Regions from separate parts of the Mus musculus genome. Here all the other regions are linked to region 3. A link is a contact called in public Hi-C, Micro-C and promoter capture Hi-C data. All regions are on one chromosome and are shown on one strand. The core of a region is the stretch at or near the end of the contact, and the rest is flanking DNA. Distances in the headings are between cores, read along the strand shown. Region 1 has its middle 28 kb from the start of 4930598F16Rik. Region 2 overlaps St8sia4 (ST8 alpha-N-acetyl-neuraminide alpha-2,8-sialyltransferase 4). Region 3 holds the start of Fam174a (family with sequence similarity 174, member A). Region 4 overlaps St8sia4 (ST8 alpha-N-acetyl-neuraminide alpha-2,8-sialyltransferase 4).

Region 1 (2,862 bases), core at 134-2,633, 430 kb after region 3:
TGTCTCCTAGTGATATTTGGGAGCCCTTTCCTAAGCAGTGTTTACTAAGCTCACTTTGAGGAATCTGTAACAATGGTGTAATATCTCTGCACCTTCTTACATTTCAAACATATTTGCAATTTAATGCTTTAGTGATTTAAATATGTTTGGCCCAGGGAGTAGCACTATTAGGAGGTGGGTTGTTGGTGTAGGTTTGTCCTTGTTGTAGATGATGTTGCATTATTGGAGGAAGTCTTTCATTGTAGGGGTAGGCTCTCCTTGCTGCTTAAAGACAATCTTTTCTTGGTTCCCTTCCAAAAAAAAAAAAACCATGTAGAACTCTCAGTTCCTTCTCCAGCACCATTCGTGCTTGGTGGCTGCCATGTTTCTACACTTGATGATAATTGACTGAATTTCTCTGAACCTGCAAATTAGCTTCAATTAAATGTTGTCATTTATAAGTTTTGTCTTGGTCTTGATATCTCTTCACAACAATGGAAACCCTAAGACAAATGTTGATCGTTATTTGTGGTGGAATAATATAAAAAATATGTTTTTTAAACTTTGCTTTATGTGTTCAGATATTTTGCCAAATTGTACGTATATGCATCCCATTTGTTCAGTGTCTATAGAGATCAAAAGTGAAGTCTGAACCCACTGAAACTGGTGTTACAGATGGTTGTGAGCTAGCAGGTCAGTGTTGAGAATCAAACCTTGGTTTGGAAGAGGAACAAGTACTCCAGACCAATGAGGCATCACTCTGGTCCAGCAAAAAGATAAGTGTGTGTGTTTGTGTGTGTGTTCCTGTGCATATATACACTTATGCATATGTATAAGTATGTATATATTTATGTATGCATCTATTTATATGTTGGAAATAACCCAAGTGAAGAAGGAATTAGGGATCACTTATCTATTTTATCATACTCTAGTGTCCTAAATGATGATAATTTATCGATTATTTTTTGTGTTTTTTTTTTCTCAATTCTGTCTTATTTTTCTGTCAGAGAGGTAATAAAACGCAATGCTTGTACAAGAAGACTTCCCTGTCTAAGTAAGCAGAATGTTTTAGAATATGAACAAAGGTCTCTGAAAACTTACTTTCTGAAGTAATGAAGTTAACTATTCCAAATGGCCCCAGAACAATGTGAATCAAACAAATTAATAAGGTGTCCCACATAACTCTCAGAAGACAGGCTTTAGTTTGGAAGATTACAGGCTCATATGCAGAAGTAAGGATAAAGAGTAATAACCTCTGAATTAAAAAACGTTTATAAATAACATGAAACATAAAAAATTATGAGGCTTACCATGTGTTTTAATACACCCCCTCAACAGTATATATTTGTTATTGTCTGTGTTTTGTTTTATTCTGGGCTAAGAGAAATGTATCTTGCATACATTGCTTTAATCTGATTAACTTTTATCAAGAAAGCCACAGAGTTAGGGAGGAAATGATAAGGTTTCCTGTGTGTGTGAATATAAAAAAGTAAAGAAACATAGAAAAGAGTAATAAATTGTGTGAATTGTAGAGGAATTTAAATCCAGCAACGTGACTTAGCTGGCAAGGGATCAAATCCAAAGATATGATCTGGCCAGAATGCACACACACCTTGGATTACAGTATGATCTGGCTGGAATACAGACACACCAGTAGTACACACCTTTAATCCTTAACAATGAAGGCAAAGATAATTTGTAGAAGAAAGCAGCCATGTTTGAAATGGACATCTAATTGATCTAATTCAGGGGCAGACAAAGTGATGAATCAAAAAGATTCGACACAATGAGTCAGAGATAGGATATGCCCAACTTACTCAACAACAGCACAGGGAAGAGAAGTGGAGAGAAAAAGATGTGTGTGGCAGTTTTAGTAGGACCATTTTATAAAGACAGGTGGCAGAGAGAGCAAGCTAGACACAGGTGAAGACAGAACAAACCAGAGAGAGAGAAGGAACCAGAAGATTAGAATGCATTGCCAACATTGGTATGAGGTCAAGCATAGTAAGTCAGTGTGAAGCCAAGAGAAGCCAGATTGAATCAGTCATCTTCAAAGATTAGATTGTATGGAGGGTAGAAGCTTCCAGGCCTAGGCTGAGGGACAGATAGAAAACAGAAAGAAATGTTCTGGGCTCATCTCAAGCCATGTATTAGTACAGCTTGGGTACAGGTCTCATCTTATCACTTCATCTGAGGAAATAAAAGTAACATTTACAGCGGATCTGAGTATGTATTCATAAATAGATACAAGAAAAATAATTTTGGGTCTCAAAAAGATCTCTGTATTAGATTATATTCTCCTTAAAGAGATAGCACATATTAAAATAAAAAGAAAAACAAATTTCAAAACGTGTAGATCTTTGGTTAAACTTTGTACTAATATTATTTTCTTTTATTATTTTACAGGAAATATCATTTCTTTTTATTAAAATGTTACATTAATGTTGTGAAAGACTTGAAAGTATTCGGTTCTCTCATCATGTGCTTACTTCTACTAGTCAGTGAAAGCACATTATATAATATATATTAAACACCATTGAACAAAAATTAATGTTAATTTGAGCTAAGAGCTGGTGATTTTTTTTCTCTGTGGAGTCATTATCTATCTTCATATGAATGCTGGGAAAAGCAAATACACATAACAAAACACACACACATCTTTATATCCATAAATATGTATTGCAGAAACATTGCACAGGACAGGACACATATGACAGAAAGTGCAGACTAGACTCACCTTGGATTGTCTCCAGAGGAAGCATCAATTTTTGGAGTTCAGCTGGACAGCCAGAGATACTGGAGAAACCCCAAAGCATCTGGAGTCTTTAACCTGGAGAAAGGAATGGTGCATGAGCCTCAAAGATAGCAAATCACAGTGATAAC
Region 2 (2,763 bases), core at 246-2,745, 290 kb after region 3:
GCTATGCCAGTTTCTGGCAAATACAGAAGTGATGTTCACAGTCATCTATTGAATGGAACACAGGGCCCCTAGTGAAGGAGCTTGAGAAAGTACACAAGAAGCTAAAGGGGTCTGCAACCCTATAGGAGTAACAACAGGAGTAATAGTATGTACTAACCAGTAACCCCCCAGAGCTGTGTCTCTAGTTGCATATGTAGCAGAGGATGGCCTAGTGGGCCATCAATGGGAGGAGAGGCCCTTGGTCTTGCGAAGATTATATGCCCCAGTACAGGGGAATGCCAGGGCCAGGAAGCTTGAGTGGGTTGGCTGGGGAGGAGGGGGGAAGATATTGGGGACTTTTGGGATAGCACTTGAAATGTAAATGAAGAAAATATCTAATAAAAGAAAGAGCAGCAGGAGGAGAGAGACAGTCAGTTGTGAGTCAGTACAGCGAGTGCACTGCAGTGGAGTTGGCCTCTGTCATGACTGTATGCCCTTCAGTGAAGGTCATTAGAGGAGTTGAAACCAGAGAATAAGAAAGAGCCAGAAAATAGAAAAGTTGCTAGTTAGTTTGAGGTCAAGTAGAGCAATTTGGTGAAAAACTGAGAGCAACCAGATTGAGTTTTTAAAAAATAGTTTAACACCATTGCATACACTAGCAAGATTTTGCTGAAAGGACCCAGATATAGCTGTCTCTTGTGAGACTATGCCAGGGCCTAGCAAACACAGAAGTGGATGCTCACAGTCAGCTATTGAATGGACCACAGGGCCCCCAATGGAGGAACTAGAGAAAGCACCCAAGGAGCTAAAGGGAACTGCAACCCTATAGGTGGAACAATATGAATTAAGCAGTACCCCGGAGCTCTTGTCTCTAGCTGCATATGTATCAAAAGATGGCCTAGTCGGCCATCATTGCAAAGAGAGGCCCATTGGACTTGCAAACTTTATATGCCCCAGTACAGGGGAACGCCAGGGCCAAAAAGGGGGAGTGGGTGGGTAGGGGAGTGGGGGTGGGTGGGTATGGGGGACTTTTGGTATAGCATTGGAAATGTAAATGAGCTAAATACCTAATAAAAATGGAAAAAAAATAGTTTAAAATATTAAATCCAAAGAGTGAAAACCTCTCCTTTTCAATTTTTCCACTGAAATGCACCACAAATTCTCCATCTATTTTGCCTACATTGATGAACATACACTATAACTTCATAGCTTAAATATGAACAACATCCAAATGTTTCCTCTTCTTCTCAAATGAGGACTAAGAAATCTGCTTCCATTAAGTGTTTGGCAGTCAACAAACAGAAAACGTTCTGGGGTCAGCTCTCCATTATTCTGCATGTCTAATAAACACCATGCCATAGGAAAAAAGTGTCACAGTCAAATTGTCTTCCTCTGTGCAGTTGTATTCATCACATGATTGAAACAGTTTGAGTGTTTTTCTCAAGAGACATATGTATCTCTGTGACAGCTGCATTGCCACAATATGCTGAAGTGGCTCGAGTTGACACGCCACATCCTGGATCTCACATTCTAAATGACAGCTGGGGGATGCCAGAAGTACTTTCTCACAGTGGGTCAGCTCAGCATCAAGTATCTGTCTATTACAGCTCTCTTGGCCTCAGAAACAAAATGTGCTTGTACACATGACTCTAAGAAGCTCAGGTCATATCCTTATTACTCTGGTTCTGCTCTAAGTAGCTGTGACATTTCAGGACAAAATTTCTACGACTCTACAAGAACAACCTAGTGCCTTTCAGTACCACCATGTCCTGTGATTTATTGACTTTTTATGTGATCACCTTTGATTGGGGCCAAATATAGTATTAACACTACCAACATGGCAGATACAGTGGATAAATGCTGCTTTGTAGTACAAGCTTCAGATTGAAATCTCTGAATGCAGTAATGAAAGTGAGTGCCTGTGTGTGTGTCTGTGTGTGTGTGTGTGTGTGTGTGTGTGTGTGTGTGTGGAAGAGAGAGAGAGAGACAGAGACAGACAGAGACAGAGATAGAGACAGAGACAGAGACAGAGCAAACCTAAGACACAGTCTTAGATGATTACTGTGGCTACAACTAAAAAGCATGAGCCCACCATCACCAGTAGAAAATAATTCCCTATCTTAGTCTTTTGTCTCTTGTATAATACCAACTGGGACCACATAAGCCAACTACCTTACTAACTATAATTGGTCAACTGATCATAAGTTGTTATGTGTTAATACAAAGGCCATTTCTCTCCACTCTTCAGAGTTCCTCTTTGTGCCAGGCATTCAGCATTTAGGCCACTCACTCAGAGTACCTGCAAGAAAGATCTCTGCTATTCCTCACTGGCAGTGTGGTTTTTGCAGGATCCAAGGCCCTACTATCCTTTAATAAGACCCTAAATGACAGTATTTCTTTGAGGATTTCTTTAAAAGTTGTTCTTACCAAAACCAAATATTTTAGTGTTAGCTATAAAAATATGTTGACTTTAGATTTCCAAGCAAAAGTTTGAAAAAATATTCTCTCAATCAAAAGTCCTAAATTCCATCACTTACAGGATTCTAGAGGTCTTGGGCCATTTCACTTGGTAAATACAAACTTGACTTCTTGAGATTTTAGGTACTTGGGTTACAGAATTAGTCAGGTAGACCAAGAGATTGCAAACGTGCATGGCTGATTCATTGCCTACAACTGTAGTTTTCTGTCTAGAGAAATCTGAATTTACTGTTTATTGGTAGAAGTTTCAGAGCAGAGGTAGAGTTCTTGGTGAGAATTCCTCATCAGGAAATTGGGGAAACTTTA
Region 3 (3,155 bases), core at 345-2,844:
CCTATTGAGAATGAAGAACTATGTTTGTATCAACCAGAGATCTCTTGTTGGCCAAGAGGTTGTTATGGAGGCTTTTTTGACCCCTCGGGAAAATACTATAGAGTCAATTACATTATAATTAAAAGATGCATTGATTATCTGCTAGCAGGGCAATAGTCTTAAAGCCCAAGCTCATGCATGTTGTGAGGAGTGGTATGGGGAAAGGCTTTTTAAAGACAAAACCACAAGATCTTCAATATTTATGCAAATAACCAAATACTGGTCTTTTCTGCCAAGCTTACGTGGGCAAGGCCAAACAATCTTTGGGTATCTGCATAAGTAAATTACACAATTAAAAAAGCAGCTAGTCATATCATAATGCCATGGCTGTGCATTTCTGTATGTGGTCACTGAGTCCAGGTTACTGGGAGCTTATCTTCAAGGGACTGGAGTCAGAGACAAATGGCTAATGGGTACCAAGTTGGATGCTTAGCATAAAATGAAGTTTTGTTAACCCTCACAAGGGAAATACTTCAGCTCTTGTTTGAAAATGCCTGCAAAATTAAGTAGAATTCACAGATACCTGTCTTGTGACGTTCTGCATTTTAAGATTGGAACAGGCTGTCTAGAACATGTCTTCAGCTGTGATTTTAGAGGTCCTCTATAGCTACTGCAGTGTCTTCAGGGTAATCCTAATAGTTTCCAGGACATGGACTAAATTGCAGTTCCAGACCCTTAAACAGCTGACTCTTGACAGATGTCTGAGAAAGCCTTTTAAAAAATCTGTTTATAATAGACTGAAAGAAAGCTCAAGAAAGAACTAATCATATTTATACACAACCCATGCTCCAATGCCCCAGGCAGGTGTCTGGTTTTTCTCAGTGTTACTTGATGGAAATCTTAGATAAAGGCAACATTATTCAAATGTAAGAGAACTAAATTTGGAGTTCAAGTTCTGTAAAGTAAACTAGAGTAGGCAGATCACAGCCCCAGGTATTTGCTAAGGTAATATACAAACTTTCTCTCTTCCATAAGTTCAGGGATAGTTTTGCAGCTTGAGGCAGCCCATAGCAAAAACTAGTTAACAGGGGCACAATTTTCTTGTTGGTTTTATTTCAAAAGGATGACTGTAGGTCTCTGGAAATTGACAAGAGAGGTTTTTACAAATATTTACACTTTAAAGGGGGAAAACCTGAATAAACAACTTTACATTTTCCAAAGAAAGGGATTCCAAGAATAGTCGATACCCTTACAGCTAGAAAAAGCTCTCTTTAAAGTTTGTGATCCTCCTGAGGGAACTGAGAGGAAGTGTTTACTGATTAGATGTAGTTATGAAGTTTGACATCAAGGAAATTAAATCGAGTTTCCTATTGCTCCCGTTTCCCCACTTGGAAAGAACTGTAGGCATAACTGTTCATCTTGTTCAGGTTACCCACTCTGGCCCAAGCCTTTTCACTATTAGGAACACTCCTGAAACATGGAAAACCTAGTTGGGACCTCTCAGAGCGTCCCACAGCTACGCGTGCGCAATAGGCTCGAACCTCTGACGTCACTGAGCGCAGCCCGCCCCTACATATTAGCAACCGGAGGCGTCCGTAGCAGCAGTGGCTGCGGGGATGTACGAACTTCCGGTTGTCCCGGCAGGCTGCTGCCGCCGCCGCCGCCGAAGCCACCCGGCGCAGTCTCAGCCACCCGCTCTCCTCCGGAGAGTCGGCTCTGCGGTTCCGGCGCGCCCATGGTCGGCGCTGCGGACCGGGAGGCCGGCCCGGCGGCTGCGGCGTGCTGAGAGGCCGGCGTGGAGACCATGCCGACCCCGCGCGGCTGCTCCGGGCCTTGCCACTTCCTGGCTCCGGCCTTCGTGTTGTTGTTGCTGCCCGCTCTGAGCGGGTCCGGGGCGGTACCGTCGATGGTGGTCAGGGAGGTGCAGGAGTCCAAGTCTCCCAAGCCCGGGCCGCACACGCTGTCGCCGCTTCCTCCGGGCCCCACCGCGGCCCAGCCTCGGGGCCAAGCTCAGTCTGATGCTGCCGGGCTGCCAGGCGCGGAGAGCCGCAATGACAGCATCCCCGGGGCGGGGTCTGAGGCGGACGGCCTCGAAGGGAAGGCCGGAGAAGGTTCCCAGGGTGGCAGCCTGGCCGTGAGTCCCAGTCCTGGCGACAAACCCATGACCCAGCGGGCCCTGACCGTGTTGGTGGTGGTGAGCGCCGCGGTGCTGGTGTACTTCGTGGTCAGGACCGTCAGGTGAGGCACAGCCTCGATGGGCACCCCCTTGCAGCCTAGACCTGGCTGACAGGTGACCTGCTCCGTGAAGCAGGGACAATGTCTGTGACCTGGGCTTGACTTAACCCCTGCCCCCGCCCCAGCGTCAGGAACTGGAATCTAAGACCATCTGGTTGGCTGTCTTAATGGCCTGTGCTGCCTTAGCTGGTGACACAAGCTGTTGCCTTTCCTTTAGAAATCAGTAGCCTAACCTCAGCATCTTGCTCTCTGAGGCTTGCCTCTGCCTTCACAGACCCTGAAGTAGAAGTGCTCTTCCATCCCCAGGAATTTTGATTACAGTGCGGTGAAATACTTCTCTCACTACTCTGCAGTTGGTGTAACTAACACGTTTTGCCTGTTAGAATGCACTCCTATTTCTGAGGCAGGGTACCATAAAAGTAGCGCACAAAGTCCTGATTGGATGTTTCACTTTTGCAAAACTTGCCAATTATGTTTCTTAGATGGTGCCCTTAATCTATCCCAAAGTTAAATTGTCCTCAATTAATTGGGCGCCACATCTCTGGAGAGGTGTCACATAGAGGAAGACCCCCAAGCAGAAGGGGCTAGCTAGCCAAGAGAACAACTGTGGTTTCCCTTTCCCTAAAATGAGAGCAGATGGTATTTTGTGAGATCTGTACTGGTTTGTTTATTTCCTGTTTTCCAAATTACTTCACACTTTCCCATAACTACACACTACCGTTACTTAATGTCCTTAAATCCTCAAAACGAAATGTGGATTTTTAAAAAATAAGTACTTGTAAATGGAAAGCCAACATGGCGTGTCTTAAGTGGTTGATTAAAATGGTACGGTGTTTCTGTGTCGCCCAAACAATCTTATGGAATCTGTTTTTTTTACAAGTCTTCCTTAGCTCCTACTTTACATCTGTTTTCCAAATAACACATTCTCTTACAAGTGTATG
Region 4 (2,822 bases), core at 268-2,767, 330 kb after region 3:
AAAGGAATCAGTTTTGACCTTGTACCAGATGGTACATGTGTGAGTTAATGAGATCTTAAAACCACATATTTGATGAAGAATTAGTAATCATGTTTTATTAATGCAAAAACATGCCCCATTGATTTGCAAATCTTGAAGACTAGGGTTTAAACTATGCACTGAATCAAAAACATTGAACTCCAAACTTATCTCCAAACTTACAATTGGAAATGGTTTTCTGTACTTAAATAATATATTCTACCTTACAAAAACAAATAAAAACAATCAATACAGTATCTACAACAGAGCTATAATCCAAGCATTAATACATAAAACTATAGTTCATGAAATCTCAAAAATTCAATACTTAATTAAAAAGCAGTTCTTTGGGCTGGATAGATGGCTCAGCAGTTAAGAACTTTGCTACTCTTGGCAGATGCCCAAAATCAGTTCCCAGCATCAATGCTAAATGGCTCACAAGCACTTGTAATTCCAATCTCAGGAGGACCCAATGCCTCTGATGTCTGTGGGCACCCCTCACTCATGTGTACACCTCCCCCACTCTCACATAAGACATATTTAAATTGAAAATAAGTCTTAGCAGAAAAACAGTGCTAAGTCTCTTTTTGTAGAAACTCAAAATCCAGTCCTTCTTACTCTTTATTAGGTGCAATGTTCCTATGTACAATGTTTATAATTTTAAATGAACTTTTTCAATTAAAGCTAGTATTTTTACATTTTTAAAAATTTGGATTCATATTCACTGCACAGAGGAAATCTATTTACTTTACATGCACACACACAGAGACATGAGATCATAAAAACTGAAAACATTCTAACTAATAATAAGGAATTGTTTCAAAAATATGATCCTTGCAAGTCCTTTCCAAATAATTACTTAACAGTAATTATTTGACACCATACTGGCTATTAATTCATATTTTTACGTTTCTAGTAATAGATGAGTCAATTGGTATTTCACAACTGCATTTTATAATTCCAGGAATTTTAATTCTTGCCAGTAAAGTAGCAGATACAGTAACTAGGTTATACCCCCAAGAAAAGTGCCAAGGTCTTTTCCCTAAAGCCACCCTGAGTGATGATTTTGTACAACTACTTCTCTTCCTTCGTGTAATTCTTGTAGTTACTGGTTTTTCTTTACACTTTTCATATAATCTATGAACTCCCTAGAACTTGATCACATCTCATTTACATCACACCTCCATGAATCATTGAATGCTGGGATTGTTTTTCTTCATCTAAACAGATGTGATCAAATCCTGATTTTACATCTTAGGCAGCTGTCAGGCGATCATCAGAAGGAAGGCAACATTTCTGAACCAACAGAAACAAGAACCATATTAGGGACCATAACAATATGTGTTATTTCCACAACTTTGCTGATGGGGAAAAATTTTTGGCTATAAACTGTGGTAACAAGAAGGAAAAATTTCTAAACAATGTAAGCCCACGGGCCTTGTTGCAAAGACATCCATGAATCATAGGAAATCACAGGGTTTGAGAGTCAGAAATGAGTTCAGGAGACCATTGAGTTCAACTTCCTCATTAGGTGAGTCGAGAAAATGAATCCCAATGTTCATTGTCTCCTTTGTTAAGAGTTACACTACATTTAACTGCTGTGCCAGCAGTAGAATCCAGAGTTCTTTGTTCTCAAATGATGATCCTTTAAACTGTTATTTCCTGTTAGTGGTTATCCTGTATAGCACAATGGGACAGTTAACTATAAATATTGGCATCTTCTGTGTGTATGAGTTATATTTAGGATGATCACAATATAAATGTACTGTGTATTAGTCAGAAGTAATCTAAAGGATACGATCTATTTATTGAATAACTATGCTGAGCACTTTATGCTATGTTTGTCCTAGAAACCTTCATTATACTCCTAAATGCAGACTGAATTATTAAATATAAATTATTTTCTTTATACTATCTGTTTTTGTTTGAATTCACATTAAATCAGAGAGGTAATACATAAATACATGATTTAAATTGTTGTATAATTTTGATTAAGACATTTAGGCTTTAACGTAAAGCTCGTGAGTGTGTCCTGGTTACTCTTCTTCAAGATATTTAAATGTATTTTTTGTTCATAGAAAGATCTTAACAGAAAGACAGTCTCATGGTTAGACCATATACTACAACCTATTCAACCATATACATTTCAACTTGATGGTTTTAACTTTGGGTTTCATTTATTAAAAATAAAGTTTTATAGTCCTAGTCCACACTTTGAGTAATTATTGCTGCCCTTTGAAAGTATCAGATTTAAAGTGGCATTCTTCCTTCTGTCCACCATGGTGTCAACAAAAGTTAGGACATAATTTAGAGATGTCCTTAGTTTCACAGTAGACACACAATTAATGTTTCTCAATGTAGAAGATTCCTGACTCATCTTTACCATTTAAAGTTCTAAATGGGTTTTGTTGTTGCTGTTGTTGTTGTTGTTGCTGCTGTTTTAAATGTTTTTAGTCTGTGTAGAAAATACTGGTGGGATTTGACTAGAAAGAAGGCTGTGTTGTTTTTTGTTCCACATACTGACTACCTCCAAAGAAGCCCTACACATATGGGTCTATGAAGAAGTATACAAGGTTGACCTGTGTGTGAAGCACCTTTAGACTCAGATAGTACAAATTCAAATTCTCCATGATCAACCTTATATTTAATAGATGTCATAAAATGTCTAATCTTTCCTTAGAGTTTCATACTTATCTTGCTGATTATATTTTTCTTATTGTCTCCTCCTCACATCTGTAGCCTCTTTTCTTATCTCATCTTGGTACCCATTGTTTTCAGCATCACCTTTTGAACAACCTTGACAT

The links. Promoter capture Hi-C pulls out the DNA fragments that hold promoters and counts their contacts. A called contact is a pair of places that touch in the nucleus more often than the background predicts.
Region 1: a contact with region 3 is called in a Micro-C map of the G1E-ER4 cell line. The contact joins the enhancer-like site here to the promoter of Fam174a in region 3. A contact is called at or near these places in 5 of 39 promoter capture datasets (HPC-7-derived erythroid cells, hematopoietic stem and progenitor cells, hippocampal neurons and 2 more), 7 of 484 Hi-C or Micro-C datasets (the G1E-ER4 cell line, the HPC-7 cell line, bone marrow-derived macrophages and 1 more), 4 of 115 datasets of contacts at active chromatin or transcription factors (astrocytes, bone marrow-derived dendritic cells and bone marrow-derived macrophages) and 4 of 9 other capture datasets (adipose tissue, embryonic stem cells, liver and 1 more).
Region 2: a contact with region 3 is called in a Hi-C map of B cells, with 19 read pairs. The contact joins the enhancer-like site here to the promoter of Fam174a in region 3. A contact is called at or near these places in 7 of 39 promoter capture datasets (the C10 cell line, the HPC-7 cell line, hippocampal neurons and 3 more), 1 of 15 datasets of contacts at CTCF or cohesin (pro-B cells), 10 of 484 Hi-C or Micro-C datasets (B cells, the HPC-7 cell line, LSK cells and 5 more), 3 of 115 datasets of contacts at active chromatin or transcription factors (the HPC-7 cell line, bone marrow-derived macrophages and cardiomyocytes) and 3 of 9 other capture datasets (adipose tissue, liver and macrophages).
Region 4: a promoter capture Hi-C map of macrophages shows a contact between it and region 3, with 6 read pairs. The contact joins the enhancer-like site here to the promoter of Fam174a in region 3. A contact is called at or near these places in 5 of 39 promoter capture datasets (the C10 cell line, the HPC-7 cell line, macrophages and 2 more), 17 of 484 Hi-C or Micro-C datasets (B cells, the C10 cell line, CD4 T cells and 10 more), 3 of 115 datasets of contacts at active chromatin or transcription factors (the HPC-7 cell line, the SCID.adh cell line and microglia) and 4 of 9 other capture datasets (adipose tissue, bone marrow-derived macrophages, liver and 1 more).

What each region holds. Positions count from the first base shown.
Region 1 is chr1:95,743,213-95,746,074 of GRCm38.p6, forward strand. No RefSeq gene overlaps it. Among named protein-coding and RNA genes, the nearest start is that of 4930598F16Rik, 28 kb to the left of the region's middle. Within about 2 kb of position 1,384, at least 9 of the 459 cell types and tissues checked have an H3K27ac peak or open chromatin away from gene starts, as enhancers often do. A contact at or near this core is called in the G1E-ER4 cell line, where this site is marked.
Region 2 is chr1:95,604,171-95,606,933 of GRCm38.p6, forward strand. The region is part of intron 4 of St8sia4 (ST8 alpha-N-acetyl-neuraminide alpha-2,8-sialyltransferase 4); the gene reads right to left. Among named protein-coding and RNA genes, the nearest start is that of St8sia4, 62 kb to the right of the region's middle. Within about 2 kb of position 1,496, at least 52 of the 459 cell types and tissues checked have an H3K27ac peak or open chromatin away from gene starts, as enhancers often do. A contact at or near this core is called in B cells, the HPC-7 cell line, pre-B cells and 2 more, where this site is marked.
Region 3 is chr1:95,312,034-95,315,188 of GRCm38.p6, forward strand. Fam174a (family with sequence similarity 174, member A) reads left to right here and starts at 1,595. Exons shown (of 3, transcript NM_026321.4): 1 at 1,595-2,217. The coding sequence starts at 1,784.
Region 4 is chr1:95,642,799-95,645,620 of GRCm38.p6, forward strand. All of the region lies in intron 3 of St8sia4 (ST8 alpha-N-acetyl-neuraminide alpha-2,8-sialyltransferase 4), which reads right to left. Among named protein-coding and RNA genes, the nearest start is that of St8sia4, 23 kb to the right of the region's middle. Within about 2 kb of position 1,518, at least 10 of the 459 cell types and tissues checked have an H3K27ac peak or open chromatin away from gene starts, as enhancers often do. A contact at or near this core is called in bone marrow-derived macrophages and macrophages, where this site is marked.